Regions from separate parts of the Sus scrofa genome. Here region 2 is linked to region 1. A link is a contact called in public HiChIP or PLAC-seq data. All regions are on one chromosome and are shown on one strand. Each heading gives the region's core, a stretch centred on a gene start, on an enhancer-like site or on the middle of the called end of the contact. The rest is flanking DNA. Distances are from core to core; before and after follow the strand shown. Region 1 holds the start of PGGHG (protein-glucosylgalactosylhydroxylysine glucosidase). Region 2 overlaps LOC102166195 (a long non-coding RNA gene).

What was found. HiChIP or PLAC-seq counts read pairs in DNA pulled down with a chosen protein or histone mark.
Region 2: a contact with region 1 is called in an H3K27ac HiChIP or PLAC-seq map of skeletal muscle, with 5 times the contacts expected there. The contact joins the enhancer-like site here to the promoter of PGGHG in region 1. A contact is called at or near these places in 3 of 5 promoter capture datasets (fetal liver, fetal skeletal muscle and liver), 7 of 47 Hi-C or Micro-C datasets (blood, embryonic fibroblasts, heart right ventricle and 4 more) and 1 of 2 datasets of contacts at active chromatin or transcription factors (skeletal muscle).

The regions. Positions count from the first base shown.
Region 1 is chr2:97,522-100,686 of Sscrofa11.1, forward strand. PGGHG (protein-glucosylgalactosylhydroxylysine glucosidase) reads left to right here and starts at 1,733. Exons shown (of 15, transcript XM_005655041.3): 1 at 1,733-1,872; 2 at 1,962-2,021; 3 at 2,288-2,571; 4 at 2,883-3,093. The coding sequence starts at 2,313.
Region 2 is chr2:177,726-180,890 of Sscrofa11.1, forward strand. It overlaps LOC102166195 (a long non-coding RNA gene), which reads right to left. Exons shown (of 4, transcript XR_002341370.1): 2 at 1,720-1,931. It overlaps LOC110259204 (a long non-coding RNA gene), which reads left to right. Exons shown (of 4, transcript XR_002341372.1): 4 at 1-1,361. Among named protein-coding and RNA genes, the nearest start is that of B4GALNT4, 14 kb to the right of the region's middle. Within about 2 kb of position 1,721, at least 54 of the 83 cell types and tissues checked have an H3K27ac peak or open chromatin away from gene starts, as enhancers often do. A contact at or near this core is called in fetal liver, liver, mesenteric adipose tissue and 3 more, where this site is marked.

The DNA.
Region 1 (3,165 bases), core at 483-2,982:
TGGGTTGGAGTTGTAGCCCCCATTTCACAGGTGAGGAAACTGAGGCTCAGAGGAAGAGCCTGGCTGCAGGAAGCTCCGAGGTGAGCCTTGGCCTTGATGGGCAGGGCCAGCAGTGGACAGCCCCTGAATCCTCAAGTCTTCTCTGCTCAACACTGCTGGCTCCAGGCAGCTCCGGAGATCCCAGCCCGGGTGGGAGGGGCCCTGGGAGTCAGTGCCTTCACTTTCCCAATTTCCCTGCCATGATCCATTTTCTTTTTTTTTAATTTTTATCTTTTATTTTTTATTTTTGGCCACACCCATGGCATGTGGAAGTTCCCAGGCCAGGGATCACACCCGCACCAAAGCAGCCACTTGAGCTGCAGCAGGGACAATGCCAGCCCCTTAGCCTGCTGAACCACAAAGGACCTCCCGCAATCCATTTTCAAATCCAGTTATTCATTCACAAAACAGATAAAACTTCTGCCCTCTTCGAGTGCCTTCCAGGCGGCAGACAGGGGCTGTGGAGGAAGGGAAGCAGGGCTGGGGGTGGAGCCGGGGGTTCCTCTGACCGTGAGGAGTCTGGGGACATCCAGGTGAGGATGGGGCGTGTGGGGCGGACGGAAGTGAGGGAGCGGTCTCAAGGTGCCTTGAAGAAATGGCAGTGGAGGCCGTGGAAGGGCCGTGACAGGGCGTGGCTTTGCCGGCTGGGGCGTCTACAACCTGGACTGCGTGGCTTGTCCACAACAGAAGTGCGTTTCTCACAGTCCTGGAGGACAGGCAGTCCAAGGTCGAGATGCCCGTCCATTTGGTGTTTCCTGGTTGCGGGTGGCTGTCTTCTGGCTGTGTCCAGCCAGGCTGGAAAGAGAGCAAGCTCTCGGGCCTCTTCTAAGGGCACAAATCCCATTCTTGACAATTTTTGAGCTAATTATGCCCCAAAGGCCCCAGCTCCAAGTACCTTCACACTGGGGGTTAGACTGCAACAGATGGACACACCCCGTCCCTGACTAAGTGCACACTTAGAACAGTGCAGAAGCAGCAAGGAAGCCTGGGTGGCAGCAGTGGGCTGGGGGAGGGAGCCCTGGATGGCTCATCCTGCCGCTGAGATGGGCACCACTGCACGCTCCTAGCAGACTCTGATCCCTCACAGGGTGGCTGTGGCCCTGCTAACAAGGACGGTGAGGGCCAGAGCAGGACTGCACCGACCCAGGAGGACCTCTAAGAGGGGATGGTGAGAGCCAGCCTGCTCTGGAAGGGGGCCTCCTGGACGGATGTGAGTGTGGGGACACAGGGCACCTGAGCAGCTGGACAGGTGAAGTCACCATTGCCTGTGCTGGAGGAGGCCACAGGAAGAGCAGGTTTGGGGGACACATCTGGCTGGACAAGCAGACAGCATCGTCATCTGGGTCAGATCAGGGCTAGAGAGACAAGGGCCAGACGGGGCAGGGGGACAAGGAAGGAGACAGAGACTGAGAGAAGAGGCTGGGGAGAGCCAGAAAGCCGCCCTGAGAAAGGCAGGAGGGTCTCCGGCACCGGGGTCTCCAGCCTGCCCTCTCCGTCCAGGAGCCAGGGAGGAATGGGAGCCGGGAGAGGGGCCACCTCAGCCGAAAGCCCCAGGGCCCTCTCAGATCCACCCTTTGCACTGGGCTCCTCCTGCGGGTTCCCCCAAGCCACGCCCAGCAGGTCCGTGACCCACCGGGCGGCTTTGCAGGCGGGGCGGCGGAGGCTGCATCCTGTCCCGCCCCAGGGGTGGGGAAGCGCTGAGGCCCGCCCCGCGAGGCCCTTGGACGGGGACCGCGGGGCCTTCCGGCTGACTCGGCCGCTCGGCTACTTCTCTCTCCAGTGGCGGAGGGGTGGCGCTGACCCGGCTGCAGCCCAGGGACCCACAAGGCTGCGGTGAGCCCCAGAGACCCCCACCCCAAACTCCGTCTGGCTTCCTGAGGACGAGTCCCCTGGGCTGAAGTCCCCTCTCTTCCCACCAGCAGGACAGGGCCGTGGCTGCGCCACCTGGAGAGAGCTGGAAGGGTTAGGATTGAGGTCCTCAGGTGGGAATCTGGGGACTCCGTTCGGTCCCTGGAGATCAGTACTTGGGGGTGGGGGGCGGTCGGCGAGCATCTCAGGGTGAGGGTGTTTCCTGAGGGGGCTTAAGAGTAGGAGGCCTGGAAAATCAGGGCTGCCCAAGTGGGCCCACACCCCTCCCTCCACCTGTGAGTGCCATCAGCCAAGTTCCAAGGCCGGCTTTGGGGTTTAGAGGCTGTCAGAAGAGAGCAGCCCAGCCAATTGTGGGGCCCTCTGACTCCCCCTTCTCTAGGCCGCTCCACTGAGCAAAGTGTTCCATGGAGGATGCTGGCAGGGACCCCACCGTATTCACTGCCCATTCTCTGCCCAGTGACCCCCGCCTCTTGGCCACCGTGACCAACGCCTACTTAGGCACACGCGTGTATCATGACACACTGCATGTGAGTGGCGTGTACAATGGGGCTTCGGGGGAAACGCACCGGGCCATTCTGCCCAGTCCCCTCAATGTCCAGCTGGAGGCCCCTGCAGGGGCAGGAGAGCAGCTGATCAACACCTTCGCCCTGGACACTAACACAGGTAGCCCCCGCCTACCGGGCCCCACACCTCCCACCACTGCTCCAGGTGAGTGGGAGAACCGCCAGGGGCCCCGTCCTCACTCGGGACGGCCGGCTCCCAAAGAAAGAAGGCCCTGAGCAGCCCCTTTGTGAGGTCTTTAGCCGGCGGGCCTCCTGAACGGCCAGGAGCCTGGGGCCTCCTGTGTGGCTGTAGCTCCCGGACGGCAGTTGGGGCTCCACTCCCAGCTCAAAAAGGTGGCAGCTTGGGACTGTCCTCGGCGGCCCCAAGCTGGGTGGGTGAATGGCCCTGCCCTCCCCTCCGTCCTGCCCCAGGCTCCTTTCTGCACACCCTGGAGGGCCCCAGCTTCCGGGTTTCCCAGCGCATCTGTGCCCACCGCGTGCTGCCTCACGTCCTGACCTTCAGCGTGGCCATCACCCGCCTGGCTGCGAGGAGCTGGCCCATCACAGTGCGGCTGCGGTCAGCCTTCTCCCCAGAAAGCCCCGACCTGGACCTGCACCTGGGTCCTGACTTCCAGGGAGCCCGGTGAGGAGGGGGCAGGGGGCGGCCGGGTGGCGGGAGGTGGAGCCGGTCCCTGAGACACAGCCATGCCCTTGC
Region 2 (3,165 bases), core at 471-2,970, 80 kb after region 1:
TGAGCCCAAACCCTGCAAACCCAGGCTGGCTCATGTGTAGGGAGTCCATCCCACCTCCCAGCTGCCTCCCCGCCCATAAATCATCAGAAACAGCAGCAACAGGACAAAGCTCTGACTTTCCCAACATTTGCCACTGTTCTCTTTCCTAGTACTTGAACTTTTTTTGGATTTGAACTTGAGAACTTTAGTTCAGTTCCTTTGAGGCTTAGATTACTGTAGGAAGAATCAATGCCTGTACCGTAATTTCTCCTAGGATAGGGTTTATATTCAAATTTGGGCTATCACAGCATCACAGCCTCTTGGCGCTGGAAAGTGTAGTTTCCGCTGCACTGGATGACGCAGTTGAGGGTAAGGTGGGGTGGAAAGCAGGATGAGATGGGAACCGGGGCCCCAGTTCGTCTGAAGAACAGTCTGTTCTTGTCCATGTCAAGATGTTAAGGGGGCGAAGACCCCCAGCCCCCCGCAGAGGGTCCCCACAGGGCTGCCACCTGGAGGGAGGCAGGGCCCAGCCTGGTGGACGCTGCTTCTCAGCGGGGCAGCCTGGTGGGACCTTGGCATCAGGCCACACTGGTTAAGGAAGCAAAGGCCGGGGCCTGGGGGCTGGGCCCTGCTTATCTCTTTGGAGGTTGGGAGGGGTCTTCTGGGAGGAGCTGAAAGGCAGGAGATTTCACCCACGTGCAGGCTGACAAGTGAACCTAAAACGGTTTTAGAGGACAGAGCCCCTGGTCAGGGGGAAACAACACCCCACTGCCCACAACACATCCTCGGGTGTTCCCACAGGGGCCTGCAGACCCGAGCAGAGGAATCGAAGGCTTCTGCGCCCACATCACCTTTGCCCCAAGGGCCACCTCCTACCGCCTGCAGCCCCTCTCCTCCTCCTCCTCCTCCTCCTCACCAGATGGCCCGTGGTCTAGGGAGACAGGGCACCCAGACCGCTGCCAGCAGGCTCACCGGCTCTGAGGTTCAGGCAGGCTCCAGGGAGCTGCCTTCGCAGCCGGAGGTTGGAGGGGCTCCCCAAGGCTCAGATCTGAGGGGAAATGTTGGGGCCCCACCCGTGGCCCCTTTTCTAAGCTGGGCTCCCCGTCACAAGTTCAGCAAAGGAGATGCCCCAGTCCCCGCCGCCCCCCCTCTTCCTCTGCTGGTCTCAGAGGGGAGCACGCCCACAAACCCACCCTCGCGTCTCCTGTACTTTCACCTCTTCTCACAAACAAAGCTCTGCTGCCCTCAGGGCCCGACAGACCTTTGCGCCCGCGCCCCTCCCACTTCCCGGCCTCCCGGCCTCCGGGCCTCCCCGCTCCCCCGCCTCCCGCGAGCCGGCGCCGTCACTTCGGGGAATCGGCGGGGGTGGAAGCGGCAGCCACGCCCCCGCCCTGGGTTCCCGCGCCCCCGCCCTGGGTTCCCGCGCCCCCGCCCGGTCGTGTGCTCTCCGCCCCCACCCGGGTCCCTGAGTTCCCCATCCCCACGCCCCCGATCCCCGTCCTCAGTCCCCGCGCCCCCCACCCTGGTCCCTGTGCTCCCCGTCCCTGCGCTCCCCGTCGCCGCGCGTCCTCCAGCCCCCCACCCCGGTGCCTGTGCTCCCGGTCCCCGCGTTCCCCCAGCCCCCCCCCCAGGTCCCTGCACTCCCAGCCCCAGGAATTTGCCGCCCCCTCACAGGACACCACCTGAGCCGCTTGGATGACTCAGGCCCCCCTCAGCAGCTCGCCAGATGCAAACCCTTACCTCCCGAAAGGCTCCGACCCCCGCCCCACCGCCTCCTGGAGACAGGAGCCGGGGCGCCTCCGCAGTCCTCGCCGATCACGCGTGGGCCTGCGACGCCACCTGGTGGCCTCCAGGACAAAACGCGGCTGCAGGGACAGGGAAGGGTTGCTGGACCCAAGTAGGGGTTCTTGTCTTAGCCTGGGGCTGTTGACCCAGCGCTGATGGAGAGGGACCTGCAGAGATGTGGAAGGAATGGTGGCTGGACAAGCCCTGCTGCTGTGGGGTCAGGACCAGCGTCTGCAGGAAGAGACTGCCCAGCTCCTCCAGGGAGTCCCCCAGCTGGGCAGGACACCCTGCCCTCACAAGGAGTTCGGGACATGCTGGGAGGAAGGACCAGCCCTGCCCTCAAGGAGCTTAAAGCGCAGTAGGGAAAAGACAAAAATACAAACAAATAAGCAAGCAGGAAACATCAACCACACCGCAATTTTTAAAGTTTAAAACAAGAAAGGAGGATATGGAGTTGCTACCACGGCTCACAAGTTAAGGATCCGGCATCGCCACGAGCTGCGGCATGGTCACAGATCCCACTGGGATCGCACTGCTGTGGCTGTGGGGCAGGCCCCCAGCTGCAGCTCCGATTCCACCCCTAGCCCGGGACCCTCCACATGCTGCAGGTGCGGCCCTAAAAAGAGCAACAAATAAGTAGTAGGAGGTTACGTTCGGGATTTGGTAAGCGCCAGGAGGAACACGAAGCCCTGCGACTCACACCTTGTGATGACATGGGAGGAAGTGAGGGATCTCTAAGAAAGTGCGGCTAGTGAGAGCCAGGGATGAAAGCCTCTAAGGGAGGAGCTGCGGGGAACATTCTGGCTAGAGGAGACAGCCATACAAAGGCCCTGGGGCACAGAAAGGCAGTGTATCCCTCCAGAAAAGGGAATCCAGAGAGGAAGTGGTCAGAGGCCAGATCTGGGTGGGGGCGGGGACTCAGAGCAGCCACAGGGCAGTGGCAAGGCCTGCATGATGCTGGTCGGGTCCTGGATGAGTGGTGCATGCAGGGGCTGAGCTGCCCATGACCCAGGCAGAACTGCAGCCTCACAGAGGATGCCAGGAATAAGCCTCTCTCCACTCAACAGGTGCCGATGGGAGACAGCGAGAAGTGGGGTCATGGCATACGGCCTCACACGGCAGCACCAGATCCTGCCCCGTGTCCCAGGGGTGGTGTGATGGGCGGCATGCAGTGGGTCATGTCACCGCTGAGGGACCCAGGGCTGTGGGGCAAGCAGAAAATCCACCAAGTCCCTGCTCCAGGAGGAGGCAGTCAGTGGTGGTCCTTCTGGGTCCCCTTGACTTGGCTGGGGGTGTCAGCGATGGCTACAGAAACTACTCAGCCTCAGACAGTGGACCCCACAATCTGGCCATTCAGCAAGGACACATGGGACGCATGGGGCCTGCAGCCACCAGCCTCCC